3 separate regions of the Sus scrofa genome follow, and all the other regions are linked to region 1. Evidence: chromatin contacts called from public promoter capture Hi-C data. All regions are on one chromosome and are shown on one strand. Each heading gives the region's core, a stretch centred on a gene start, on an enhancer-like site or on the middle of the called end of the contact. The rest is flanking DNA. Distances are from core to core; before and after follow the strand shown.

The links. Promoter capture Hi-C pulls out the DNA fragments that hold promoters and counts their contacts.
Region 2: a promoter capture Hi-C map of liver shows a contact between it and region 1, with 3 times the contacts expected there. The contact joins the promoter of PCED1A here to the promoter of MRPS26 in region 1. A contact is called at or near these places in 2 of 5 promoter capture datasets (fetal liver and liver) and 1 of 47 Hi-C or Micro-C datasets (liver).
Region 3: a promoter capture Hi-C map of fetal skeletal muscle shows a contact between it and region 1, with 5 times the contacts expected there. The contact joins the promoter of DDRGK1 here to the promoter of MRPS26 in region 1. A contact is called at or near these places in 2 of 5 promoter capture datasets (fetal skeletal muscle and liver), 3 of 47 Hi-C or Micro-C datasets (heart right ventricle and liver) and 1 of 2 datasets of contacts at active chromatin or transcription factors (alveolar macrophages).

Annotation. Positions count from the first base shown.
Region 1 is chr17:32,629,624-32,633,768 of Sscrofa11.1, forward strand. MRPS26 (28S ribosomal protein S26, mitochondrial) reads right to left here and starts at 1,811. Exons shown (of 4, transcript XM_001924808.5): 1 at 1,558-1,811; 2 at 1,298-1,444; 3 at 1,090-1,213; 4 at 1-187. The coding sequence starts at 1,769. The coding sequence ends at 53. It overlaps GNRH2 (progonadoliberin-2), which reads right to left. Exons shown (of 3, transcript XM_005672785.3): 1 at 3,164-4,145; 2 at 2,883-3,019; 3 at 1,805-2,091. The coding sequence starts at 3,320. The coding sequence ends at 2,053.
Region 2 is chr17:32,823,841-32,827,985 of Sscrofa11.1, forward strand. PCED1A (PC-esterase domain containing 1A) reads left to right here and starts at 2,341. Exons shown (of 8, transcript NM_001243864.1): 1 at 2,341-2,597; 2 at 2,886-3,045; 3 at 3,572-3,651; 4 at 3,763-4,001; 5 at 4,109-4,145. The coding sequence starts at 2,922. It overlaps VPS16 (vacuolar protein sorting-associated protein 16 homolog), which reads right to left and starts at 2,134. Exons shown (of 24, transcript XM_003134328.4): 1 at 1,980-2,134. The coding sequence starts at 2,032.
Region 3 is chr17:32,477,742-32,481,886 of Sscrofa11.1, forward strand. It overlaps DDRGK1 (DDRGK domain containing 1), which reads left to right and starts at 2,240. Exons shown (of 9, transcript NM_001190212.1): 1 at 2,240-2,407; 2 at 3,608-3,805. The coding sequence starts at 2,317.

The DNA of each region.
Region 1 (4,145 bases), core at 561-3,060:
CCGCCCCTCAACACACAATGGTTCCTGGGTGGGCACTGTCCTTATTGGGTCCTTATGAGCCCTTTTGCTGGGGCCTGACAACCAGCCCCTCTCTGGTGATGGCCCAGTTGTAGCTCTTTGGGGAGTCCAATGCTTCTTCCACCCGTGCCTCCAGGTTCTCTCGAGTGATGAAGGTTTTTGCCTCCTCCTATTGGAAGAGAGAAAGACAGCTGAATGGGAGCTCCCAGCACACACCTGCTGGCTTTAGCCCACTGAAGGCGGGGCTCCAGCTCCCCTGTGGGAAAGGTGTTTGGTCCAGGTCCTTTGAATGCCCCACTGACTTTCGAGTGAAGAACATCAGGCAGCTTGGCCACATTCAGCTTTCTTAGATAACCATGCCTTGGAGACTGCCCAAAACCCAGGTACACCAGCTGTGACAATCCACTGGGTGGAATCAGTCCCTCAGTGCTGCCTGGGTCTCTCAATTTCTCTCAAACTGACCTTCTCCCTCTATAATTTAAATCTCATCCATTCCTGCTAGGTCATTTCTTTTTTGTTTTTTTGGGGCTGCACCTGAGGTATATGGAGGTCCCCAGGCTAGGGGTCAAAGCGGAGCTGTAGCTGCCAGCTTACACCACAGCCACAGCAATGCTGGATCCGAGCCGCATCTTCGACCTACACCACATCTCACGGCAACCCCGGATCCTTAACCCACCGAGCAGGGCCAGGGATCGAACCCATCCTCATGGATACTAGTTGGGTTCATTAACTACTGAGCCACAACGGGAACTCCACACTGGATTACTTCTAACTGGTCTCCCTGCTCTTAAGTCCCACATGTGACATCCGAGCCCAGAACGTTTAATCCCTCAGTGACTTTTTTACCCTTATGGCAAAAAACAAACTTCTTAGGGAACAATGCAATGTCAACTCTCACCTTCGGGTTTCTGTGTCTGACAGACACTCACCCTGCCCTGCTTCTCTCCTAAAGCCTCACCTGCTACTCCCCTCTCAAGACTCAAAGCCACTCTGCACGTAGTTAGAGGCCCCCCCCCCCCAAACCTGCGGAGTTCTTGGCCTGCAGCCCCACCCTCGGGAGACGGGACCCACCTGCAGTTGCAGCACTTCCTGCTCCTTGAGCTGCGCCCAGGCCTGCGCCTCTCGGGCCTGCAGGACAGCCTCCTCGGCCTGCCGCCGCTCCTGCTCGAGGGCCTCCTGCCGCAGCCTGGCCAGCCTGGGAGGGGTGAGAAGCCGAGGCTGAGCGGGGCTGGGGGGGAGTCTCCTGACAGGCCAGGCGGCCCCGCCCCGCCCCACTCACCGCAGCTCGTGCAACCGCTGGTTCTCCGCCTGGTTCCAAGCCATCAGCTCGCGATGCTCAGCCGCGTCCTCCTGCGCCTTGCGCTCTGCCTGGACCCCGGCCCGGGCCTCATGCAGCTTCTTGCGCACCTCGGACATGAACTCCAGCCTGGGCGGAGACGCGCCCAAAATTGGCACTCTCTTCGCCCGCCCGCTCGCTCGCCCGCCCCAACACACACGCCGGACAGCGACGACGGCCGCCGCCCCCTCCGTCGCACACACCTGAGCGCGCGCACCGTCTGGCGATACTGGCGGTAACGCTCGGTCAGCACGAAGAACTCCGTAGGATCCACCGCGGGCGGAGTCGCCACGCGCCCGGCTTTGGACTTGGCCGGCGGGTCGTGGCGGGTCTTGCGGCCGCGCGTGGGGAGCAGAAGCGGGGCCGGGAGCCGGCCCGCAGGCCGCGCACCCAGGCCGCCCAGCACGCGCAGCATGGCGAGGCCTCCCCGCCTCCGGCGAGCCGCAAGGCTTCATGGGTGCCGGGAAGTGGCGCGCGAAGCACCACGGGACATGTAGTCCGGCGACTCTACCCCCACCCTCAGGAGCCCGCTGACACCTCAGGCTGCTCTCGCCTGCTGTGTCCTCCCTGCTGGGTCCAGTCCCGCCCCATGTCCCCGGCCCGCGTCTCTCCAGCCACACGCGGGAATGGCTGTCAGTAGGGGTGGAAGAGAGGGGACAAACGAAAGAAGATGCAAAAACTCAGGAAACTTCACACCTTTATTGGAGGGCAGCGGGGCGCAGCGGTCGTGGTCGGGTCTGTGGGAGGAAGGGGCGGTCATTCCACTGGACGCTCTGGTCATCTGACCGCGGAGCTGAGGCCTTGCCCACGCCCTCCTTTCCTTCCCGTCCCGACTAGGCCCAGCTGCGTGGGATCGGCCGCCGGCCGGCGGGTGTTCCCCACTCCCACTTCTTGCGGATGCACTGTTGCCTCCTAGAGGACACAGCGTGCAGGTTCTCCAGCTTCGTAGGCGTGGAGGTGTAGCTCACCTTAAACCTGAGCTCCTACCAGCTTATATTTGGGGATAAGGTTTTGCCTGCCTTACAGGAATTTATCTTTCTCCTTTAGTTAAGATGCTCCCAAGGGGCACTTTAAAATACAATTTGCAAGACAGTAATAAACCACCTCCCTACACTTGTTTTTCGCTATTGGCCTTGGGGAGCTCTTGAGTCATTCCTAGTGCAGCTATCAGTAACCAGCTGGTTTTCAGGGCCCTACAGCTAAGTGTAAGGTCGCACCCCTCACTTTCCACTGGCTGCCGGCCTGCGCACCTGGAGACACAGTGGTTTCTCCAGACTGTCAAGAAGTCTGGGGAACCTCATTACTGCCACTGTCTTATTTATGGAGGTTTTTAGTAGTTACCTCCTACTCCACTAGTAACTCATTTGCTTTAATCTAACATATTATCTCATCATAAACTGTCTAGATTTGGGGGTACTGAATAGCACGTGGCACCAATAGCTGGGCCAAGGGATATCTCAGTGGTATCTTGTTCCTTCCATCCCCAACCCCTCCCTGGCCAGTGCTGGGGGCCTTGCGCCCTACTTACCAGCAGTTTCTGCACCAGGTGCTGCTTCCCACGGAGAAGCCACTGGACCATGGTCTTGCCCTCCCAGGGTACAGTGTCCTCAGGGGGAGCCAGGGCATTGCTTGGGAGGCTATGAGCAATTTGGCCTGGGCTGCCTGCTGCAGTGCCCAGAACCCTTCCTTAGAAGGCTGCAGCCTAACCCCCTCAGCACCCCCTCCCCCCGCGTGTGTGCCAAGGTTCAAGGTAGGCAAAGGAGCCCCAGCCAGCACCTTCTTCTTCCCACTTGAGATCCTTCAACCCACCTGGGAGCCAAGGAGCATGCTGGGGTTCCTGGGATGAGCTGGAGGCTCGCTTTCCTCCAGGGTACCAGCCATGGGACCAGTGCTGAGCCTTTGAGGATCCAGGATGTGTGGTCAGCAGCAGCAGCAGCAGCAGGAGGCCTAGCCCAAAGCTGGCCATGGCAGGGCTGCCCCCCTGGACAGTGGACAGCGCTCAAGGAGTCTGACACCCCCATACACACCCCCTTCATCTTCCTCCAAGGTCCCTTTGGACAACTGGCACTTCGGGGGCAGCTTTAGCATTTCCTAATGTCCTCCCTTCTGCTATTGCTCCTCATCCCAGACTACAGGGGTCCAGACCCTCGAGGTCTCCTGGGAAAGAGACTCCTCCCAGCTTTGCCAGCAGAGGGCCCTCCCCAGGAGGTCAGGCCCACCTTTTCTCCCTTCAGGGATTCCAGGAGAGAGAAGTAGGGAGAGGGGGAACAGACTCTGGTCAGGGGAGTTCTCCAAGAGACATGCAGCAATGTAGGGGTACTTGGGCACCCTGTGCTGGGGACCTGATTGACAGACCCCTTGCCCCTTTTGTCTGTGGGTTTCATGGCAATTAGGGATGTGGAATGCATGTGTGGTGGTTACAGGGGCAAGCGCTTCCTACCCCTTGCTCCTCTCACGCTAGGGAAGGGCAGCAGGCACAGGAATAGCGTTGTTGGGGAGAGAAGCGGGACAGGGGGCTTCTCTAGGCATGGGTCAGGGGTAGAGGGATGGGGAAGAGGACCAGGGTGCCATGCACCCAGAATGGAACTCCGTCCTGGAACCCCAGCCCTTGGGGAGGGCAGCCTTTTCACTCACCAAGGGAGAGCTGTGGATGAAGTGGCTCCTTGAGGTGGCTCTCCAAGGCTGCAGCGGAACCCAGCCAGTCGGCCCCAGGCTTTATGGATCAAGCAGTTCCACCCCCATGGACGCCAGTGACGTCTCAAAGAGGGGAGGGGGAGCAGCTCACCACCAA
Region 2 (4,145 bases), core at 1,091-3,590, 190 kb after region 1:
ATTTAACATGCCTGTGTAGGCAACATGTATTTTCAAAAGTAATACAAGTTAATATTTTTAAAAGTCTATGCTATGTTGTAAATTACATGGCTGACTATGTCACCTGGTATCTCTTCTCAACAAAAAAAAGTTTAAATCACTGTCACTTCCTACCGACTTTACTGATTTTTTAATTAAATTTTTACAATTTTTTCACACTGTATAGGTATATTTATAAGATATAAGAATTAGAAATAGGATTTCCTGCTGTGGCACCATGGGATTGGTGATGTCTTGGGACACTGGGGCACAGGTTCAATCCCTGGCCTGGCACAGTGGTTAGGGATCCAGCATTGCCACAGCTGTGGCTGGATCTGATCCCTGGCTCAGGAACTCCATAAGCCATGGGGTGGCCAAAAAAGAAAAAGAAAAGAATTAGAAATAAACAGCAAGTGCAATAGATCTCTAAAAATCGCTACCAGGCATTTGTCCATCTCAGAAATGTTAAGTGCTGATATTTTGTGGATCAAAAATTACACTGAGTAGTTCCCACTGTTGCTCACTGGAAACAAACCCAACTAGTATCCATGAGGATGTGGGTTTTTTCCCTTGACCTTGCTCAGTGGGTTAACCATCTGGCCTTGCCACTAGCTAGAGTGAAGGTGGCAGACACGGCTTGGATCTGACATTGCTGTGGTTGTGATGCAGGCTGGCAGCTGCAGCTCCGATTGAACCCCTAGCCTGGGAACTTCCATATGCTGCAAAATGTGACCCTAAAAAGCAAAACAAACAAACATACAAAAACGACGTTGAAAAGTTTTAATATGTGAACAACAATGGTAGTTTCACTAGCACAAACAGTTGTCTTCTACTGAAATAAGACCCCAGTGCAATGTCTTGGTGATCTTTAGTCACAATCAACAGTCTTAAAAAAAAAACTTTATTAGGCAACTACTACATAGGAGACACCGTTCTAAATATGCATTGAAGATAAAGAGATACAAGAAATATGCTCTCAGCCCTCAAGGAATTTGGTTTAGCAGAAGAAACCTATACAAATATTTCCCTACTGTGTCATTCATAACAGACCCTAGCACTGGGTCCTGTGAGGCCCAAAGAGAAGGTCAGGTGAAAGTCAACTCTTTTGAGATTAGATCAGGGAAAGTTTCAGAAAGAACCCTTTAACTAAGTTCTGAAGGATGAGCAAAAATTCTCCAGTGAGGTAAAGAGGGAAAAGGCAGGTCCTGCATTAGGAACCACAGGCTAGAGCAAACACAGGGAGCCTTTTAACATTGTGCTGTGTGGGAGCCCTGTTCTTTGCAACTGGAACACAGACTCGGTAGGAAAAAGGCAAATGAGATTGAAGTTATACAGCTATAACACAAAAGAAATTTGTACGTTATCTTACTTCAAAGAGAAGTCACTGAAAAAAATCCTAACCAGGGTAATGACGTTATTGGTGTACACTTTAGAAAGATTAGTGGTTTAGGGCTCTACGACTCCCATGAAAGGGTTGCTCCAACATGGGGTCCTCATTCGCCCTGTCCCTGGATTCCCTGACGACTCGCTTCCTTCTCCCAGTCTTGGTTAGCACTGTTACCCTTCCCGCCGTGAGGTCTACTCCCCCCTAGGAGCGCCCCTGTGGTCTGATTTCCGCAGAACCTCCTGGCAGGAGACTCGGCGCTCACTGTCACCTGTGGGCGGCCACCCTCAACGTGATCCAAGCATCCTTATGGAGGCTGACAGTCCTGGACTTCACCGCTGGGCTGTACCCCTCCTTGTGTGACCACCGGGTGTGCCTTAGTTTCTTTCTCGGGAACAGGGGAAGGCCGGGCCCTAGGCTGCTGTGCGTTAAGTGGTAGACGCCGGGATAGAACCGGCGAGGGGCGGACCCCAGCGCCCGTAGAGACGGGGACTTACGCTGCCGGCTCCGCCCGGAGACTAAGCCAGCTAGCGAGCAAGGTAAGGTGGGCCGTGGGAGGCAGGGCGGGGCGGCTCACCGGTAAAAGGCAGAGTCCCCGAGCGGGTTCCAGTTCGCGGTGTAGCAGTCCATGGCCAGTGCAGGAGGTGGCTGGCCAGCGCGGAGCGGACACCCGCCTAGTGCGGGCTCCAGAAGGGCACTTCCACTTCCGCTTCCGCCCGTCTGGGTCACGTGTCTAGGCTGCCGCCACAACCATCCCCACTGTGGGCGGCTGCACTTGGCTGCGGCCGCGTCCCCGCCCACGCCCGGGCCTGGCGGCCGCCCGGGCGGGCCCGGCCCTGGCTCCTGCTCCCTGCGGCGGCTCGCCCCGCCGCACTATCGTCCCCTCGGGTGTTGCGGGGTCGGGCAGGGCGGGACATGGGTGACCGGAAGTGGGAGTTGTGAACGTCGCCGCCTGGGGTCCGGAGGCCCGAGGCGCCGTCGGGCCTCCGCGACTCCTGCATGGAGAGCGCTGGGCGTCGGGCCTCGCACCGACCGCTAACCGGGGCGCACAGCCCCTGCGGGGCAGAGGCAGTGCTGAACCGATCGGCCTCCTCGGGCGCGGGAACATGAAATCCAGCCCTGAGCCCGCCGCGGGCAAGGCGCGCTGGCGGGCCTGCCCGGGTAGCTGGTGAACGGCGCGGAGCCCCGGGACTCGGTAATCGGCGCGAGAGAGCGCACGCGCATGCGCGGGGAGGCGGCGGGCACAAGGCAGTGCGCAGGGTGGCGCGGCTCTGGAAGCGCTTCGGTGTACGCGAGGCCCAAGGGCCTGGCGACCTCCTGTGCCAAGTGTATGGAGGTCGGTGCCACCATGGACCCCACTCTGCTGCCTCCACCTGGACCCTGTAGCCCTGAGCACCCCGAGAAGGGCCAGAGCAGGTCTCATTTACCTCGGGGTGGGCTGTGAGGCCAACCTGCCCTGAGTGCTGGCCCTCTCGTGGCTTAGTGGCCACTCCCTGCAGCCCGTCGTTCTTGCGGCGGCATGGTCTTCTGCCTGGAGAACAACGAGCCGCGCCGCCGGCTGCGAAGCACCATGGTCCATTTCCAGGCCTCGGAAGTTCAGCAGCTACTACACAACAAGTTCGTGGTCATCTTGGGGGACTCAAGTGAGTGCCCTTCTAGAATCACACTTCCCAGTCCCGCACCTGCAGCCTGTTTTCTGCATCTGGCCCCTTTGTCACCATCTCAAACTTCCTTCCTGATCCTTAGTCTGTTCCAGTCCACTAGGTTTTCTCTTTTCATTTTCCCAACGACTTCTGTAGATGTCCTGACAGATGTAGCTTGTCAAGCTTTTCACCCCTTCCTTGCTCAGCATTTTTCTTCCTGACAGTCCTCCACAAATTCCCCTCATGGAAGCGGTGGGTTGTATTTGTCTCTTGGGTGACTTGACAGACTTACTTCTACCAGGTGATCTTGGGTCACTGCATATTAAGTTGAGGAGTGGTGTACAGCTAGAGGTAACTGGGCAATGCCAGGACTTTGTAACCTCACCTTTTCTCCTGCCTCTAAGTTAACCCTCCACAAAGGTGGTCTTGGGCAGTCCCAGCCCTGGGATGATGGGAGGCCTGGATTTGGAAGGAGCTGGGATGGAGTGAGGCCTTTCTCAGCCTCAGGATCTCGGTCTCCCTGCAGTCCAGCGGGCTGTGTATAAGGACCTAGTGCTCCTGCTCCAGAAAGACTCACTGCTCACAGCTGCCCAGCTGAAAGCCAAGGTGAGGGACGTTTGGTGGCCATGCCAGTGATGGGCAGGCCCAGATCCTGGCCTGGTAGGGTCCTCCTCCTTCTGGCCTGGGTCTGACCAGCTTGTGCGGGGGGGTGGGCAGGGGGAGCTGAGCTTTGAACAGGACCAGCTGGTGGCTGGAGGTCAGCTGGGCGAACTGCACAATGGGACACAGTACCGGGAGGTCCGCCAGTTCTGCTCGGGTTCTGGTCACCACCTTGTGCGCTTCTACTTCCTCACCCGTGTTTACTCCGAGTACCTCGAGGGAGTCCTGGAGGAGCTGACCTGTGGGCCTGCCCCAGACCTAGTGATCATCAATTCCTGCCTCTGGGATCTCTCCAGGTTTGGGGGAGGGGGAGAGGCAAATCCTGATGGCAGGGAGGGAGGGAGACGTGGCTCAGAGGCCATCCACTCCTTTGCTCTTGCCCACCCTTTGTGCTATTCGACAGGTACGGCCGCTGCTCAATGGAGGCCTACCGAGAGAAC
Region 3 (4,145 bases), core at 990-3,489, 150 kb before region 1:
TTTTTTTACTTTGTAATATTGCTTTTTATTATGGAAAATTTTGAACTTGCACAAAAGTGTCAAACTAACAAAAGAAAAGAGTGGTATGATGAGCCCCTATATGCCCATTAACCAACTTTAACAATTATCAACATCGGAGTTCCTTTAACAATTATCAACATCGAATTTGTGGTTCAGCAGTTAACGAATCTGACTAGCATCCATGAGGATGCAGGTTCGATCCCTGGCCTTTCTCAGCGGGTTAAGGATCTGGCGCTGCTGTGAGCTGTGGTGTAGATCACAGATGCAGCTTGGGTTCTGCGTTGCTGTGGATTTGGCGTAGGCCAGCGGCCACAGCTCCGATTTAACCCCTTGTCTGGGAACCTCTATATGCCTCGGGTTTGGTCCTAAAAAAGACAAAAAAAAAAAAAGCTAATTTAGGAGTTTCTGTCTTGGCACAGTGGAAACTAATCCGACTAGGAACCATCAGGTTGCAGGTTCCATCCCTGGCTTCACTCAGTGGGTTAAGGATCCGGCATTGCTGTGAGCTGTGGTGTAGATCGAAGAAGAAGCTCGCATCTGGTGTTACTGTGGCTCCGGTGTAGGTGGCAACAACAGCTCTGATTAGACCCCTAGCCTGGGAACCTCCATGTGCCACAGGGTGCGGCCCTAAAAAGGCAAAAGACAAAAAAATAATAATAACAATAATTATCAAAATTTATGTATGTTTTAAAAATGCTATCCTGCCCTTTTGCTTGTATAATTGTTCATTTAATATGTAATATTGTATAATAGTTTATAATCATATAAATGATGAACTATTTCAGACTTAACAGAAAACAATAAATGCTCAAGTTCCCACCATTCCAATTTAACAGATGTTAAGGTGTTAACCTGTGTCTATATTTTTTCTAATCTTCCCCCAAATACATGGGTCCTGGGATCTTTATTTATTCCATCACACATGCAAAAAAGCTTCATTTGCTACTATAATAGCAAATTCCCAGTGGTTGTTATTTGCTTTTGTTTCGTTTTTTTCTTTTTTGGTCTCCCCGAGGCATATAGAGTTCCTAGGCCAGGGATCAGATCTGAGCTGCATTTGTGACCTATGCAGCAGCTGCAGCAACTCCAGATCCTTAACCTGCTGGGCCAGGCTGGGATCAGACCTGTGAGAGATGCCGTTGATCCCGTTTTGCCACAGTGGGAACTCCTTATTTGCTTCTTTAAAAATCTTGAGTTTACATCCTTTCCCAATTTTTTGTAAACAACTTTATTGTGGTATAATTTGTTCATATCTTTTTTTAAAAAGTGTCAAGAATTAAAGGATGATTTAAATTCCCTGTAAGTATTTAAATTCCAAGTCCTCACTATGGAAAACTGGATCAATAAATCTTGTACAGCCTAATAAGTTTATTTTAAAATGGTATAAAGGAGTTCCCTTGGTACCTCAGCAGGTTAAGAATCCAACAGTTGTCACTGCTGCGGCTTGGGTTGGATCCCCAGCCAAGGTACTTCCTCATGAAGCAGGTGTGGCAAAAAACAAAAAAAATGTATAAAATTCCAGGCCTGAGTACCAAAGCATATCATAATTTATTTATATAGAAGGTTTACTCTCCCTTTTCAGTGAAATCAGATGTCACAGATGTAGGCAAAGCTCTGCCCTTAATGCCCTCCAACTTCTTCCCTCCCAAAAAGCAACCACTATCCTGAGGTTGGTATGTATCATTCCCAAGCATCTTTTTGTGCTTTTTCTGCATATGTATGTTTCCATAAACACTGTGGTATTTAGCGCTTTTAAAGCAAACATAAATGTCACACTGAACATAACCCATAATTTCTTTCTTTTTTTGTCCTTTTTTTTTTTTTTTTTTAAGGGCTTCAGCTGCGGCATATGGAGGTTCCCAGGCTAGGGGTCCAATCGGCAGCTGCCGGCCTACATCACAACCACAGCAACGGGGGATCCGAGCTGCCTCTGCGACCTACACCACAGCTCACAGCAACCTTGGGTCCTTAACCCCCTGAGCAAGGCCAGGGATCAAACCTGCATCCTCATGGATGCTAGTCGATTCCTTTCTGCTGAGCCACGGCGGGAACTCCTGCAGTAATTTCCACTTCATTTTTTTACGCCCCTATAGTTAATTTTATTTTATTTTTCATAATTCATTTTAAAGTTAAAAATTAGGGCCTCTGACTTTTGCGTGCCGCCTGGGCGGGGCCTAGAATGGGAAGTGGGAGGGGCCACATGGGCATTGGGAGGGGCCACATGGGCATTGGGCGGGGCCTAGGAGATCCAGGGCCTCAGGGTGGACGCGCAGGTTCCGCCTGGAAGCCACCGTCATGGTGGCTCCCGTGGTGTATTTGGTGGTGGCGGCTCTGCTCGTTGGCTTTATCCTCTTCTTGACCCGCAGGCGGGGCCGGGCAGCAGCAGGTAGGAGATGCTGCGGCGCCAGAGCCGGTAGGGCCGCGCGTTCCCTGCCTCCTTAGCCTCTGTAGGCCGTCGCGCCGCGGCTCCTGCGCATGCGTTGGTTTGCCTGGCTGGGCTGACTGGCCGTCTGTGCTTAGCGGCGCTCTCCGCGCATCAGATAGGCCGTGCGCGTGCGCCTGCGTGCGCAACGGAGGGCTGGCGGGGACTCTCAGAGCATGATCCCAGCTCTCGGATCGAGTGTCCGGGTCCCTAACCTTTCTCCTGGCCCCCAAAGAGGGTCTCGTCTCATTTCTCTCCTCGTCCCCTGCCACTGCAGAAAGGCCAGGCCCTGGCGAACACTCCCGTCCCTCACTGGGGCAGCCCGCCGCTCTGACCCACTGGGTGCCCAGAGGTTTCCCATCCCTCCGAGGCTGGCCCTGGAGCAGTTGACAAGAAGGCGGCACCTAAGTGTTTGCTACTTGCCCAGGAGATGAATAGAGCATGAGGTGGCTCCAGGAAGCTCTGTCCGTCCCCCAGGGCACCCTCTTTCCAGTTTTGCAACCTGCCCCAAAGGCCATATCATCTACCAGGGCCCAGAAGAGATACACCTGTCATCCTCCATCCTACCCCCCTCCCCTTCATTTCTTATCACCATATGGGTATGTGCGTATGTTTCTCCCTGTCCCTGGGCCCACAGGCCACATCAGAACATCTGCCAGGGGTAGGGCACGGAGAAGCTGAGGTAAGGCAAATAGCCAGTAAATCTTCCTGGGAGGAGAGACTCAGACCCAGGTGTGCTCTCTGATTGGGATGCCAGGTAAAACCATGGCAGGTGGTGTTAGGCAAGAGATAAATGCCGTCCTGCAGTGGGCACTCACATGAGGTCTGAAGAGGTCAAGGTGGGCTTCCTAGAGGAGGTAGAGCTTCAGCTCCATCTTCTAGAGTGGTAGTCTCCTAACAGGCCAGCTGGAAAGGTGGGGCCTTAAGAGAAGAGAAAGGAATTGACACAGGTGTGAAGGAAGGGGTGATCTTGCTGCCTAGGGTTTGAGTTTGGGTTATGAAGGCTTTCACAGTCAGACTGAGAAATTGGGACTTTGTGCAGTGGACAGCGAGAGCCTGGAGAAATTTGACCAGATGAGATCAAGGCTTCCAGGATGCTGCTCCTGCTGCCATGATGTGCCATTGGGCTGCTGGACATCATCGGGGCTCTTCTCGTCCCTACAGCTGGCCGAGAGCCATTGAACAATGAGGAGGAGCTGGGAGTAGCAGGCCGAGTGGCCCAGCCTGAGCTCGATGAGCAGAGAGCCGGTGGCAGGCCTCGGCGTCGGAGGGATCTGGGCAGCCGCCTGCAAGCCCAGCGTCGAGCCCAGCGGGTAGCTTGGGCAGAAGTGGATGAGGATGAAGAGGAAGTCATCATCCCAGGTGAGAGGGGCCCAGCCTGGTGGAGAGGGGGCCTTTAGAGGGTGAGAGTACCCTGCAAAGCTGGGCAGAAGAGTGGAGTGTGAAGCCATAGTGTGGGAGGGATGTCTGGGAGCCGTAGGAGGTAGTTAGGGGAGACTTAGGACCCAGCCTCTGGTCCTGGGGACTAGCAGTCCTGGACCCTGATCCTTATTCCATTGGGCCAACTTCTTCTTCCTTCATTTTGGCTCTCAGTGCGAATCAGGAGGGCAGGGGTCTTTAGATTGACCTAGAAAGTTCCATAGTCCATTCCTTCTTTCCTAGCACTCTTCCTGGTGTGGGCACCCTCATCCCCTGAGGGCTT